Regions from separate parts of the Acanthopagrus latus genome. Here region 2 is linked to region 1. A link is a contact called in public Hi-C data. All regions are on one chromosome and are shown on one strand. Each heading gives the region's core, a stretch centred on a gene start, on an enhancer-like site or on the middle of the called end of the contact. The rest is flanking DNA. Distances are from core to core; before and after follow the strand shown. Region 1 holds the start of LOC119029015 (proproteinase E-like). Region 2 holds the start of ndnf (protein NDNF).

Region 1 (7,237 bases), core at 3,720-6,219:
AAACTTGTCATTTCTGCCTCGTGTTGACTGTTTTCAGGCCTTATGCTAAGCTAACTGGTTGCTACCATAGCTAGGCCTATTTATTCAAACACACACATGCATTGAATATGAAGCTCTATGTGTCTTACTTTCGCTATTGCTAACAATGTATGCTAAATCAATGTGGAGGAGCCAAATGGTACATAGTTCCTTTACTGAAAAATTGTTGATTTTCCAAAGAAAACAGTTATTTTAAAGCCCTTTGTTTTCTAACCATAGCTCACGCTGTTAGTCCGAGGACTCACATTCAGTTCATCCTCCACTTTTGGTTCAATTCCTCACGACTTGTTTTCTCTATTGAAAAACTTTAAGTGGTTTGTGGCAGCAGATGTGTGTGGACCTGCATCGTTTGCCATAATATATTACAAGTGTTCGTTAAATAGTGAGTAAAAGGTGGAAAAGTGTCTCCCCTGTGCGTTCAACACACACATTAAATATGAAGCTCCAAAACCAGATGAGCTCAGCTGAGTTCAGGTGATTTACTGTATGATTTTTGGGCGGCTGCAAGCACATTTCACAGCAGTGGATGGTACCAAAATATCTAAGAGGGGGTACGATTGATGTAATATATGTGTGTATTATATTTGCTTTAAAAGAGATGATTCAACATTTTGGGACAGGATTAGATGTTTATTTGCTGGTTGCTGAGTGAAAAATGAGTCGACTGACACCACTCACGCACCAGATTGCCAACAATTTCAACAAAAAGTTATCTTAGGACAGTTTTCATAAAAGAGGAGGTCTGGGCCGTTCTCTTTAAAATTTACCGAGACCCAACGATCCTCCGTGAGTGAGCGCTTGATGACAGCAGAGAGGAAAAAAAAAAAAACAAAAACTGCCTTCACGGGCAAAAAAAAAAAAAACTCATCTCATCTTACCTCAGCAAGAAAGTTGAGTGAGCCTCCCCCCACGAAATGTCAAACTATTCCGTTCATACAGTCGAATCTGCCCTTTTCCCTAAAAAATTATTAATCACTGGGAGACATGTGGTATATTGCGGGCCTTCAACCAAATAATATCATGTTCACGCATCACGTTTTCCCTCTCATGTGGTGAGAGGTGATATCATGCTCCCGCTCATGAGGAGCTGCATGTGCTGTGCATTTATTCAGCCTACTTTTTTTTCGCCGTCTATTAATGACTGATATTCTTCTTCTCGGTGACTGGAAACAGAATATTGGCCACTTGATGTGACAGAGCAGTAAAGTGTGATTTATGTTTCAAAGGTCTAATTGGCAGCATTTCCTCCGTCTCCAGGCTGCACTAGTCAGATTTCTTGACATATCTGAAAACCTTGGGAGATATATACTTGGCCTTAAACGGCGCTGGCTGGTCTCGGATAATTTATCTCTGTCTAGAGCGACCACTGAATAAAGAGCAGACCTGCTTCTGTGGCGAACTGCATTTCTCTTTGGAAATATCAATTTACGTGGTTCAGCAGAACAATGTCCTGATGGAAAAAAAAAAAAAGAAAAAAGAAACACAATAAAAAGGTTATAGATGCAGGCAGTTTAGGAAGAGCTCATATAATTTTACACCAAACTATATTTTTTTCCAGCCGTTTTATCATAAAATCCAAATATATCGTCCCTTAAAATTTTATGTGCTGTAATATGATACAGAGTTCAATTTCCCAGGACAATTTTGATAAAGTAGACGTTAACTGGAGTTGTTTTTGTGAGCGAGTTTGAAGGCTGTGGCTCTCTGGATGGCCCTGATTTTTGGTCTCAAATGTCTCAGCGACTGGAATTTGGTCCGGGTGAACTGTCACACATGCAGAGAGAGCCAAAAAAAAAAAAAAAAAGACCCAAATGCAGACACAGGAAAAGTCAACCGCAAACGTGACCTTTAATGAAAGTCGATCACCAGCTCAAATAATCCCCCCAACAAAAGGAAGACACAGATGCACCAACACAGGCTTAAATAGAAGCAAACCTAATGAGGAGATGAGGTGCAGGTGGAGTGAGGCGGAGAAACACAGGTGAGGAAAATAAAACAAGACACTCTAGAAACATGGAGGAGGAGCTGATGGGCTGGAAAGGACGGAAGAAGGCTAACGAGGGAGATGCAGTGCAGGTGATGATGAGGGCGAGCAGGCTGGGGAAGGACTCAGGTAACAGGGCCGAGCTCATTCATCAAACTCAGCACAGGTGTGGAGGGAAAATCAGGCCACACGAAAAGAGCAGGGAACAAGGAACGCTGGAATACGGAGAAACCAGAAAACACGTACACAACACAGACATGACGAATCTGATGACAGGACTCAGGTCTCAGTGTCCTGTCAAGTTTTGCTCCACTTGAAAGTGAAAAGCACACACACATATGATGACGCCGTTACCAAACAAGTATGACAAAGTAGGGAGGAGTTTCAGAGGTCGGTGGATGGAGCGAAAGTCAACGTTGACTTAAGTAAACTGATGTTTGTCACTGAAAGGAGATATTACACTCATTTTCAGGTTCTTAATTTTATTTTGAGTCACTACCAGAAATCTTTACATGCTTTAATAGTGAAAAAAGAAAAAAACAACTGTATTCTCCTTCTGTCTTAAACACAGGGTTCTCTGTGGGAAAGAAAAGCTCCAATCACAGTGGATGTTTTACAAACACAAGAACATGAAACAAAACACAGAAGAAAAGGAAAACATGAAAAAGCACGAGGTCTTCTTTAAATTGGCAAACTTCATGTCCATCATGTTTTTAATGAACATACACCATGTACCTTGATCTTTTTCTAAACCTAAATCTAAAGTACTTTAGTTGCCTTAAACTAACCAAACTAAGACTGTGAGCTTAAATGATTGACAGCAAGTTTTATTTTGAAAGTCTGCAGAATGAGAACGTGCACTTTGCACATCTTGGTTTATAAGATATGGCGTGATAACGTGTTGGATTACCAAATGCTGGCATACAAACATTTGTTAGCATGTTAAATACTAAAAACAGTCAATGTCAGTGTTGTCATTGTGAGCATAGCGGTTAGCTCTCCCTGTGTACAGCCTCACATGACTATAAAGTCTTGAAAGTAATCAGTATATTTCTATCATATTCATTTAGATTTTACCTAGAGTTATATAATGTTTGTTTCAAAAAGTTAAAAACTGATCGTGTCTCTGTTCTCTCTCCTCCGTGACGACCTCAAACGTCTCTTCGTGACTGAAGCTTCTGTAATAAAGCTGCAGTGCTGTAAAATCCAGTATTTTTGCATTTTAAACAACATCACTCCACTGACATTTAAAATGATTTAAACCTGCTATTGATTCATTTTTCACCCTGTTTTAACGTCACAGGATTTATTGTTTCTCTCACTTGTGATGAATGACAGATCCCAGCTGAGTGGCCTCCTGTAAACAGCATCAGGGCTCAACTCGTCGTGAGCTGGAACTTTTGCAGCTCTAATTTGGATTATTCACAGTGCTGTCACTGCTGTGTTATGCAAACATACAGTCCACGTCGGCTTCATAAATCCTCATGTAATGTCTGGCGTAGGGAATTATCTTAACACGGCGAGAAAAACAAGCAAAGCCTTTTAGCTGTTGAGGCAATATCGATTTGATTTGCTCACTAAAAAGGGGAAAATTTATAGATGCGCACTGTCATCTCCAGAGGGCGATATAAGTTTCCCTCCGGAGGAAAGGATACTGTCTGAGCGAGGCGTGAAGAATCGGGTCCAGATTCAGCGGGAGCGCTGGGCCCCTTCGCCAGTGTACAACATGTTATTAAAGGAGAGAAAGTTGTTACAGGACTGTTTCTCTTGAAGGTAGCCCAAAGCTATCCAGTTCTGTGGTCGCAGGAAGAGAATTTATTTCTCGCAGCGAGACAGCTGACGACACTAAACCCCTCGTCTCAGTTTCCCCGCCGTCCTCTCTCCTTCCTCCCCGCTTTTTTTCCTTCTTCGCTCGCTCCGAGTTGCTGCGTCAGCTACTCTCGTTTTCACAAACCGCACACTTTCACTTCGGGGAACAGTTTGTTCCGACTGCTCAAGATGGAGGATTTCTTCACAGTCAGCTGCGTTGTTTGTTTTTACTGAAAATTGATTTGGCACCAAACTGGGAAAATGCCAGCCATAAAACGAACATAGACAAGTCATTTAAATATTTTGGTATCAAGTCAAAGTTGTGTATTTCCTGTCAAGTCATCAAACGGTGACTCAAGTCAACGTTAGTTGAGGTCACAGTGACGAGAGTCCACATCTCTGGTCAGCGCCTGGTTTGCATCTTTAGTTTGAAACATCTAACTTCCTGAATCTTAATCTAAGATTCAAAGGTGCACTGTGGGGTTTTGGTGAAGAGAGAGGAGATTTCAGAAAATATTCATTGGCTCATAAATAAACAAACTGACCTTAAATGTGCTGTTTGCAAGAAAAGTTGAAAAACTGACACTTTGCGGTGTAAAACTGGTCGGCAGCTGCATGAAGCGTCAGTTCTTGACAAATTTGGAATGAGTCTCAAATCAAAATTTCTTACAAATAATAAAAATAATAATATAACAATTTCATACTTTGCTTATATGTGGCGGACCCTGCCACGTCTTCACCACTTCAGATAGTGTTCTGGGACCTTTTTTTTTCCTCTGAGAACAGCTTGTTTATTCAGCGAATTAATAAATATTGTAAATATTAAAATTCTTGAATTCCTTCTCCAAAACTACGCACTGCCCCTTTAAGTAATTTCACTGTATTTGATTCTGTTCTGCTCAGGGGTCCTGGGAACGTTCCCGTACAGACACATCACATGTATGTCAGCACATGTCCGCTGGCAGTCTTGCAGAAACTAAGTTTGTCTCACTGAAGTTTGATCAGTCTCACGTTATTTTCCACTCGTGGACAGTTGTGTGTCCTGGCAGACCAGCTGATGCATCTGTGGGACAGGAAGTTCTTCCCAGCGACAATCTGCAGTGGACGCTGATAACAAAGTTACACATGTTGGATATACTCTGTGACCGACAGACGGACAGACTGAGGAGGTATAAGAGCCCTGAAGTGAGCCGAGAGAGTGTCTTTGTTTCTACAGTCTGAACATGATGCGGACACTGGTCCTCCTGCTGCTTCAGGCAGCATACGGTGAGTAGTAAGAATACAGATGTGAGACACTGAGATTAAGGAATTTCAAGTTATCAAATTCATTATTATGTGTTCGTAGTTTTTGGATGTGGCGTACCTGCCGTCCAGCCTAACACCAACAACAGGGTGGTGAATGGAGAGGATGCTCGTGCCCACAGCTGGCCATGGCAGGTAACTGTAACCTTACTGTCTTATACTCACCTGTGAGAAGAATTTTATAACTATTCGCTTCTATAATTGTGTTTTTCCTCTCAGATCTCCCTGCAGGTGAAGCACGGCAGCCGTTACCATCACACTTGTGGAGGGACTCTGATTGGGCCTCGCTGGGTGCTGACGGCCGGACACTGCATATGGTGACTAAGAATACGACATGTTGTGCCACTGTGTGATTCAACCAGTGGGACCTGAAGGAAAACGTTCTTGTCTTCCAGGCCCGGAGACGTGTACCGTGTGGTCCTGGGAGAACACGACATGACCCTGCAGGAGGGCACAGAGCAGATCAGAGATGTCCTGCGCATCATCGTCCACCCCAACTGGGACATTGACTTTGTGGCTGATGGGTGAGTTTATTTCGACTTGGGAACAGGAAAACATTCATTTCTCTGCTAATTTTTGAGCGAACAATGGCATTACCAGGCATAAATCACACAGTTTGATCTAAACAAATCAACTGATTTCTCTCACAGTAACGATCTCGCCCTGCTGAAACTGGATAAGAGCCCCATTATGAATGACAGCGTCGGCGTGGCTTGTCTCCCAGCGGCCGGAGAGATCCTCGCCCATGGGACATCCTGTTACATCTCCGGCTGGGGAAACCTCTACAGTAATGTCACCCTGTCCTCATCTGTCCTCCTGCGTCTGCACTGACTGCTGCAGATCTCATATCTCAGGGTTCATATGTGTAGAAGATGAATGAGTGATTTGAGCTCAGAGTTTAAATGTGACTATCAGTTCAACAACTGAACAATTTGCTCTTTCTGCCACAGAAACTCTAATCCCACCAAAAATACACTACGTTAAACACAAGTTTCTGTTTTCCCTGCAGGTAGCATTAGCCGGCTAGCTCTTTGTTTTGATTCAGAAACAGTTTGTGTCATCAGTAGACAGAATTTCATTTTCAGATGGATAGAACCATCTCTAAATGATGTTTCAAACGTCACCAATTAATTATATTTGTGAGAAAACTGATGGTGTCTTGATGCTAGTGCATGGGAGGCACAATATTAGCCTAGTCTAGGGTTGCTAGCTTGACAGGGAGGCTTGCAGTGTGGGAATAGTTGTCCTGAACTGTATGAGGAGAAATTTGTTTCTGTCACTGTAATGAAAGAAAACCCTCACTGGGTAGATAACTGTTCAGATTTACAGTAACATTAGCATGTGGCTACTTAATGTTGCTAACAGCTATCTATCCGTCTGGATATTCAAGGATCAAAAATGTCAAAAACAACACATACGATAACGTAGACTAGGTTCGGCACTACACTGTGCAGGTGGAGAATTTAGTGAGCTGAGCAGATACAGATGATTGTGTCGTATTGTATTAAGAGCTTGTCTTTTCATTGCTCTCTCTTAGTGCATGTGTGTGTCCTCTCTGTGTTTAGCTCACGGTCCTATGCCTGACAAGCTGCAGCAGGCCTTGCTGCCTGTGGTGGAGCACAGTGTGTGCACGCAGAGCGACTGGTGGGGCGGCACCGTGAAGAGCACCATGGTCTGCGCAGGAGGAGACGTCGTGTCCGGGTGCAATGTGTGTGAGGCGGCAACACGTTTTACAGCTTGTTCCCGTCAGAAATGAAGGAAGGTCGGGTGCTTCATACACTGTTCCTGTCTCTCTCTCTCTCTCTCTCTCAGGGAGACTCTGGAGGCCCTCTGAACTGCCTGGGTCAGGATGGTAGGTGGTACATCCAGGGTGTCACCAGCTTCGTTTCCAGCCGCGTCTGCAACGAGGTGAAGAAGCCCACCGTCTTCACCCGCACGTCCGCCTTCACCGACTGGCTCAGTGACGTGAGTTCACCCACAGACTCTTGTTTGATCGAGCGGGGAAAGGAACCACACTCTCATGTCACTGGTGAATAAAAGGTGTCACGTGTCAGTAAGTCATGCTTCTCTCCTCAGGTCATGCTGCACTACTGAGGATCCGCT
Region 2 (7,192 bases), core at 211-2,710, 130 kb before region 1:
GCTGCTAACGGTAGCTGCCCTCAGCTAGTTAGCTCGGTTAGCCGCGCAGCTAGCACAGGAGCTTTAGACTGGGACGGGGCGGGGCTAGCTGGTTAGCATGCTAACTTCAGTAGCTATCTCTGTGGTACAATACATAGACATCATAATTTTAAACAAACAAACAAACAAACAAAAACAATATTTATTCAGATGCTGATTATATCAGTTAACTTTTGCAAGTTTTCAACTAAAATTCTTTAGTTTTAGTATTATTACTTGAACCCTCTTTAAAGGGCAACACAATTTCATACTGTTTTACTTTGTTTACATGTGGCGGACCCTGCCACCTCTCTGTTCTGGGACCTTAATTTCCTCTGAGAACAGCTCCTTTATTCACCAACAGAAAAGATAAATATTTCTGTGTTCTGATTATCACCTCATTCATATTGCAAATATAAAAATTCAGAGTTTGATTTTTTTTCTTCTGCAAACCTACACAATGTCCCTTTTAAGTGACCTTTTTTCCTTTTCAAAATAAAACCTGCGTGCTGAAAAATAATCTCTCAGTGAACGTCACAGACTGTGTGTCCGCTAGATGACGCTGTTGCATCAACACTTTGTGCACCTCCTCACTCAGCAGTCTGCTTCCAAACCACTCTGATGTTTGTGACAATGAATGAAGTCTCAGGCTCGTACATTAAAATCAACATCTTGTGAGCTCAGGTGATCAATATTCATCTCTGCTGTCTGCAATCATCACGTCACGGCTGGTTTTCTCACTGTCACAATCATCCAAACGTCTGAACAACTTCTCCTCGGTGTCAGTGTGAAAGTGTCATGTTGGAAAACGAGCCGCCTGGTTTCTCTTGTAAAAACGAACATGTCGTCTTGTCTGCAGCTCCTGCAGGAAGCTCCACCTGCAGCCGTGCATGCGTGAAGACCTGCAGCTCGGTGTCATGACAAGAAACACGGTCCTCCTGGAAAGGAAACGGCAGCATCCTCTAAATCTAGATTGCATGGACCCCCCCTGCCTCCCATCAAGCCATAAATCTGGGGGCAATTCAGCTCGGAGACAGTCACTGACTCTTATCTTGGACAAATATTTGCTTCCTCCAGGAACAGACAACAACACCGATGTCTCACTGGGAATTCCCACAGATCAGCAACTTTGCACTTCATGGTGCCACAAAGATTCAACCCCCCCAATCATCAAAGCCTCCCTGCAGATGTGCTGTATTATGATGGTTTGTGCGCACACCCAGGCACCAGGGCCCGTGATAAAACTTGCCTACACATTTTAGCCCCGAGGGTTGCGTGACTTCCACCAGGCGCTGCTGCCCAAAGTAATAATTTCCAGGGAGCATCAGAGTAAACAGCTAGGAAATTTAAAAAAAAAAAAAAAAAAAAAAAAAAAAAAAGGGGGGGGGGGGGGAAACCCCGCTGTGTCGAGATTTATGCGCTTTGACATCTCACTGTCTGATTCCTCAGCTGTGATTTAAAGTTTTAACATCAGCTCGGAACACAAAGACATTCAGGAGATTTCTTCCTCCAGATCTGCTCTCCTGGACTCGGTGCTCGGAGTTTTTAAGTGTTTGAGTCGATCTGTCTGGTCCCTGTTTAGTTAAGTTTTCCTTTTTTTTTTGTTCTTTTCTTCTCCTTCTCCCTCTCTCCTTGTGGCGTGCTGAAGGAGTGGGCTGGTTCTGTGTCTTGGAGTCGTCTTCCTACGGAGAGCGCAGGGGGAAGAAAGTTCGCACCAGCTCTGCCTCCAATCCAGTGGAGGTTTCAATAGCAGCGGCGCGGCAGGGGAGGGACGCACTGCCAGAGCTCAGGATACCCACACACTCACTCACTCACTCACACACACACACACACACACACACACACTCACTCCTGCCCACCAGAGACCAGTTAAATCCGCAAGAAAACTGCAAACACGCACCAGAGCAGCAGTCTGCCTAATCCGCTTGATAGGCACCAGCACTGAGGGAACTACTGGACACTGCACGGGACCAAACTTTTCATTTTTCTTTTTTTTTTTTTTCCAGTCGCTTTTAGTTGTCAGGCACCTTTTCTTTCTTTTTCTTTTCCTTTTCCTTTTTCTTTTTTTTTTTGGTTTTGAAAACCTTGGTGATATCAGAGTGGCTGTGAGAGACAGAGAGCGAGAATCATCCTCCAGAGAAACTTCGCCGCGTCGCGTTATTCCTGAAGGTAAGAGACTCTCCCCGCATGCTCGTTCCTCCCGGCGCGTCTCATCCAAAGCTCCCTTTTCTTCCCCCAACTTTTCCTCGTGTTATTTTTATTTTATTTTATTCTAAATGTGCATAAACGCTTCATATAAATTCGGAGCCGGACTCCCATCGAGTTAAAGTGGTGCCTTTGAAACGTCTGCCAGAGAGGGGAAGAGAGGGGAAGAGAGGGGTTTTTGCGGTTTACAACTCCGGGAAGTCAAAAGTTTTCAAACGCATTTCAGTCAAGACCGAACTCGCATGTTCTTTTGCATCTCATCTTATTCTGTGGACTGCATACGTGCACGCGTATGGAGCCGTCAAACTGGTGAACTTTGTGGAGAGATCCTCTCCGCTTTTGTGCCTCCTGAAGGGTTCCCATGCTCCCCGGGGGCGACGCAGCAGCAGCACCCAATTAAAAAAAAAGAAAAAAAAGAAAAAAAAGAAAAGGCGATTTATCAATATGAGCCTGTGGGTTAAAACGCGCTGTCGTCTCCATCACACACACAATTTTCATTTTTTGCGCAGTTCGGAGAAATGTTTGGGTTGTTGCTTTTACGCACCTGTGAGAAGCCCGGGACGCACGCGAGAGGAGCGAAGAAATTCAGGTTTAAATGATTTTCCACTCGTCAGATGTCTAAAAGTAAATGATTCAGGGCGGATTAATGACACTTCAGCTCATGTTGGGAGTTGTTTTTTCCCCCTCAGAGCCGTGTTTTTTTTTTTTTCCCCCCCCTTTCCTTTAATGAGAGACATACCCGGAGTGGAGGATTTCAGAATAACTGTATTTAGCAGCCGGCTGAAGCCACACTGACTGACTGGCTGCCTCCCTTCTCTCTCTCTCTCTCTCTTACTTTCTCAGGAGAATGAATCATGAACACAAGAAAAAAAAAAAAAAAGAGAGAGAGAGAGAGAGTCTTTAAAATGGGAAGGTCTGCGTCGCATACCGTAACTAAACCGTGATTTGCATATGAAAACTCTCGGGCTGAAAGAATTCCGCCAGTGTTGCTGCAGCCGCCCCGCGTCCAGAGCGCGGTGACAGGCTGCGGTGTGTGTATGTGTGTGTGTGTGTGTGTGTGTGTGTGTGTGTGTGTGTGTCCTTCCTCTCCGGTGTCACACATCCAGAGTCACTGGTGGAAGATTAAGGACAAGTTTTTATTTCCTTGTTAAATTATTCATCATATCCACACAAGCACACACACACACACACACCCCTCTTCTGCCCCTCTTCTTCTCGCCCACCCCCAACCCAGGCGGTGCACATCCATTTTGCAAAAGCCCCCCATTATGCTCCCCTCAGACGGACAGACAGAAGCAGGGAGGCTCACACTTGCTGCTGAACAGGCTCCTTTTTCTGTGTCCCTTGCTTCCCCCGAGCTCAAACTAAACTGAGCATGATTGACTCATTTCCCACGATGCAGCCCCCCCCCCCCCACGAACCGGGCCTGCATGGTGCATGATGGGCAGTGGGTGGATGACTTTCCCATGGGGGAGGCATTTTCTCTTCTAATCTTTAATCACCCTTGCAGCCACAATGCCAGCGCATCAGTCAGAGCCACCACCACCACCACAACTCACTCCCACCCTCACTCGCTCACTCCCATCCTGAATGGGCCGACCTGACCCTCCTTATAGAGACATTCCAGGATGCAGCTCGAGCTAAATGCACGCTCCAGAGATGTGGACTATAAAGAGGCAACGAGGGGAGGGGAACTGGGAGTGGGGAAGGGGGGGTGGGAGGGTGAGGAGTGGGGGGGGGGAAGGGGAAAAGGAAACTGGGCTCTCCTTCCCCATCTCTGCTATTGTGCCAGCTTTCGTGGTTCTGGTGATGTGGAGGGTTCAGAAACTCAAACTGTGAGTGATGTTGTGGATGGCGAGGAGACAGCTCCTGCATGATAGTTCACACACACACACACACACACACGGCAGATACAAATCTCCGTTATTGGACCCGAGCCCTCGCCACAGGCTCAACCAATCCATTAATGAGCTGTTTAGCTGTCCAAAAACACCAGACCTGCTTTAGTTTGGCCTGCCTATAGCGCAGGTCCAGGTCCTGTGTGGTTCCATCCTTGGCTCGGTGCCCCCCACCTCCCACCCCTCATATACACTCCAATCCCCCCACATTGGCCCTGAAGTGACAGCGGTGATGGAGCTCGCTACCGAGGGCCCGCCATAAATCTGCCTTCAGACTCCCTTAAAGAAAACACACAGAGGCTTCAGGTCCCCCGGCGGCGAGCGAGCGAGCGAGCGCTGCCTGCCAGGCGTCTTGTTGGGTGGAATCCGAAATGTCTCTTTATTTGTGTTGAAATTAAACTGTCTTTTTATTCCCCTCCCGTTCTGTTAATGAGCTCCATGTGGCAGCAGGCAGGAGGCTTATCCGTCCTGACAAGGAGCTGGAGGGGAGGAGGAGGAGGAGGGAGAGAGGGAGAGAGAGCGGTTAAACAAAGTGAGGGGAGAGGAGAGAAGGGAGAGGAGGAGAGAGGAGAGAGGAGAGAAGAGAGAGGAGAGAGGAGAGAAGGGAGTGGAGGGAGGAGAGAGGAGAGAGTAGAGAAGGGAGTGGAGGGAGGAGAGAGGAGAGAGGAGAGAAGAGAGAGGAGAGAGGAGAGAAGAGAGAGAGGGGAGGTCAGAGGCAGTTTGGTGCACACACACATATATACATGCGTGTGTCCTGCTCCACCTCCATGTGTGGAAAACAGTGTACTGATAATCAGTGTGATCCTGCTGGAGAGCTCGCACACACACACACACACACACACACACACACACACACACACACACACACACACACACACACACAGGTGCCTGGATTGTTGCACGATATATTTGCTTTTTTGCTTTAATCACGAGTCGATCGTTAAATAATCTGGCTGGTTGATGGATGTCAGAGAGAGCGCCGTGTCCCTCGGGGAGATGTAAAACATAGTGTGAACATTTTGTTTTGGCTTCGCACACGATTTGCTTGTAATGACCCCCAATTAGAGCGGGGTCGAAGCTGTTAGGGCCGTAATTCAAATGAGGGGGATGACATTCCTCAGATCACACAGGAATGGAGAGCCGGGTGCCGGGTCATTTTCTCGATACTGTACATGGGAAAATAAAACCACTGCGGGCTGTGTTTGTCCTTTAAAGGGGCAATGTGTAGTTTTGGAGAAGAAATTCAAACTCCAGAATTTTTAATATCTACAATATTAATGAGGCAATAATACAAACTCAGAAATCTGTATTTTCTCCATAACTGAATAAACAAGCTGTTCTCAGAGGAAAACACTGTTTGAAGCCAGAGAGGTGGCAGGGTCCGCCAAATGAACAGAGCAAAACAGTGTGAGGCTGCGTTGTCTTCTAAGGTCGGGTTGTTTGTTTAGTTTCTTTAGGCATGAAAAAAATCAATGAAGATCTGTCTCTTCTGATAAAAACGTCTTCCGCAAAACTACTCAGTGCGGCTTTAATCCCAATTCCACAGCTTCCTTCGCTCAGCGGAATCCACTAAAAGTGAAACAAAGAAACTATGAACGTAAAAATAAGCTGATAAAAAGCACCAGCAAAAACAAAGTTGACACGATTGCGGGTGACCTTGCCTTGAAATTATCCCTTCCTCAAACTGCGATCATACATTCTTCCCCATTCTAATTAAACATCGGGGTTTATTTGTTCCAGATGCAGAGCTTTTTTGATGTGTTATTTTGGTGGGGGAACTCTGTGGCATGAGAAATGGCGGCGTGGGGCCCCCGTATGTAAAAGGCGGATCCAGCAGCAGCCCCCGTGTGACCATGCTGACTCCGCGCCGGTCCGTGCAACCGCGCTGACCCCAGCCAGCACCGCCGCTCTTATATTCAGACATCATCCCGCTGCAATATATATATATATATATATATATACGGCGGCGGTGATAAAACCCTTACTGTATGAGTGATAGCAGGCATTATGTGTGATGACATCAGTGTGGTGGACAGAGCCGGTCGGGGGCCCGGGGCCCTCACTGCGTCTGCAAAGTGTTTTGGTGGGCGGGGGGGGGGGATGTTGGAATGAAAGACAGCTCTGAACGGCTCTCTGTACATACCACCTCAGCGCTGTCTTGAGTATTAATAGACATGTCTTTGTTCCAAGTGACACGCTTCTGAAGTGGAATGAGACAAGCCGAGGCGATAAGGATCTCCTCTCTCTGTGTGAGTCAAACCTCAAAGTACCACTTAGGCGGCTTTCCTTCTGCTCTCTGAAGTTTTGGCGGTGCGGCGGGAGGCTGGGCTCAGACAACGGCGGAGACGGAGACACTGACAGGAGCTGTCAAGGGCTTTTTCACCCCCCTCCGCCCCCCCACCCCTCGCTCATGTTCTTAGAGGAAGATAATGCAGAGATGAAGTCTGTACTGTGGAGGTTTGACTCTGAGTCCTCTGGTTCTACGTATCTGAGAGGAGCAACGAGGGAGGAGGCAGCAGAGGGACAGAGAGCAGAGCGAAAAAAGGGCTATATAGTTTGTGTACAAGTGTGAAAGGGAGCGTTTGTTGATGGAAAAAAAAAAAGTGTGATCAAGAGAAAAGAGGCAGACAAGGGAGGGGGAGAGAGAGAAGGAGAGGGGTCATTAAAAGGACACCATCTCGCTTGCAGTAAATGGCAGTAAAGTATCTGGCTAATCTGCCATCATTACGCTGATTAAATCACCAGGGATTTGCCGTTCCCATCAGCTGCAATCAATGGGGCAAAATCAATAGACAGGGGATACGTGAGAGGCACTCAGCCACGGTCAGCTGCACCCCGTCCCGAGCCACAGCTCCGTCTGTGCACTGCACCACTAAAGCATTTTTATACGAGCATCAATAAAACTTAAACGACACGGATTTAGGAGGATTTTTTTTTTTTTCATATTAAGCGTTTGATGAAAAAGCGCAGCTCCCTGGAGTTTCTCGCAATGTCTTTTCCTCCTCACACGTCTGTGTTTGAACCTAATCCCCTCTTTTCCTCTCTGTGGCCGTGGCGATACTCATTCACTC

Evidence for each region. Hi-C and Micro-C count contacts between places; a contact is called where the count stands out from the background.
Region 2: a Hi-C map of muscle shows a contact between it and region 1, with 2.6 times the contacts expected there. The contact joins the promoter of ndnf here to the promoter of LOC119029015 in region 1. A contact is called at or near these places in 2 of 4 Hi-C or Micro-C datasets (both in muscle).

Annotation. Positions count from the first base shown.
Region 1 is chr11:6,624,711-6,631,947 of fAcaLat1.1, reverse strand. It overlaps LOC119029015 (proproteinase E-like), which reads left to right and starts at 4,969. Exons shown (of 8, transcript XM_037115516.1): 1 at 4,969-5,098; 2 at 5,178-5,269; 3 at 5,354-5,451; 4 at 5,530-5,658; 5 at 5,785-5,921; 6 at 6,700-6,842; 7 at 6,947-7,099; 8 at 7,211-7,237. The coding sequence starts at 5,056. The coding sequence ends at 7,228.
Region 2 is chr11:6,751,334-6,758,525 of fAcaLat1.1, reverse strand. It overlaps ndnf (protein NDNF), which reads left to right and starts at 1,460. Exons shown (of 4, transcript XM_037116058.1): 1 at 1,460-2,187.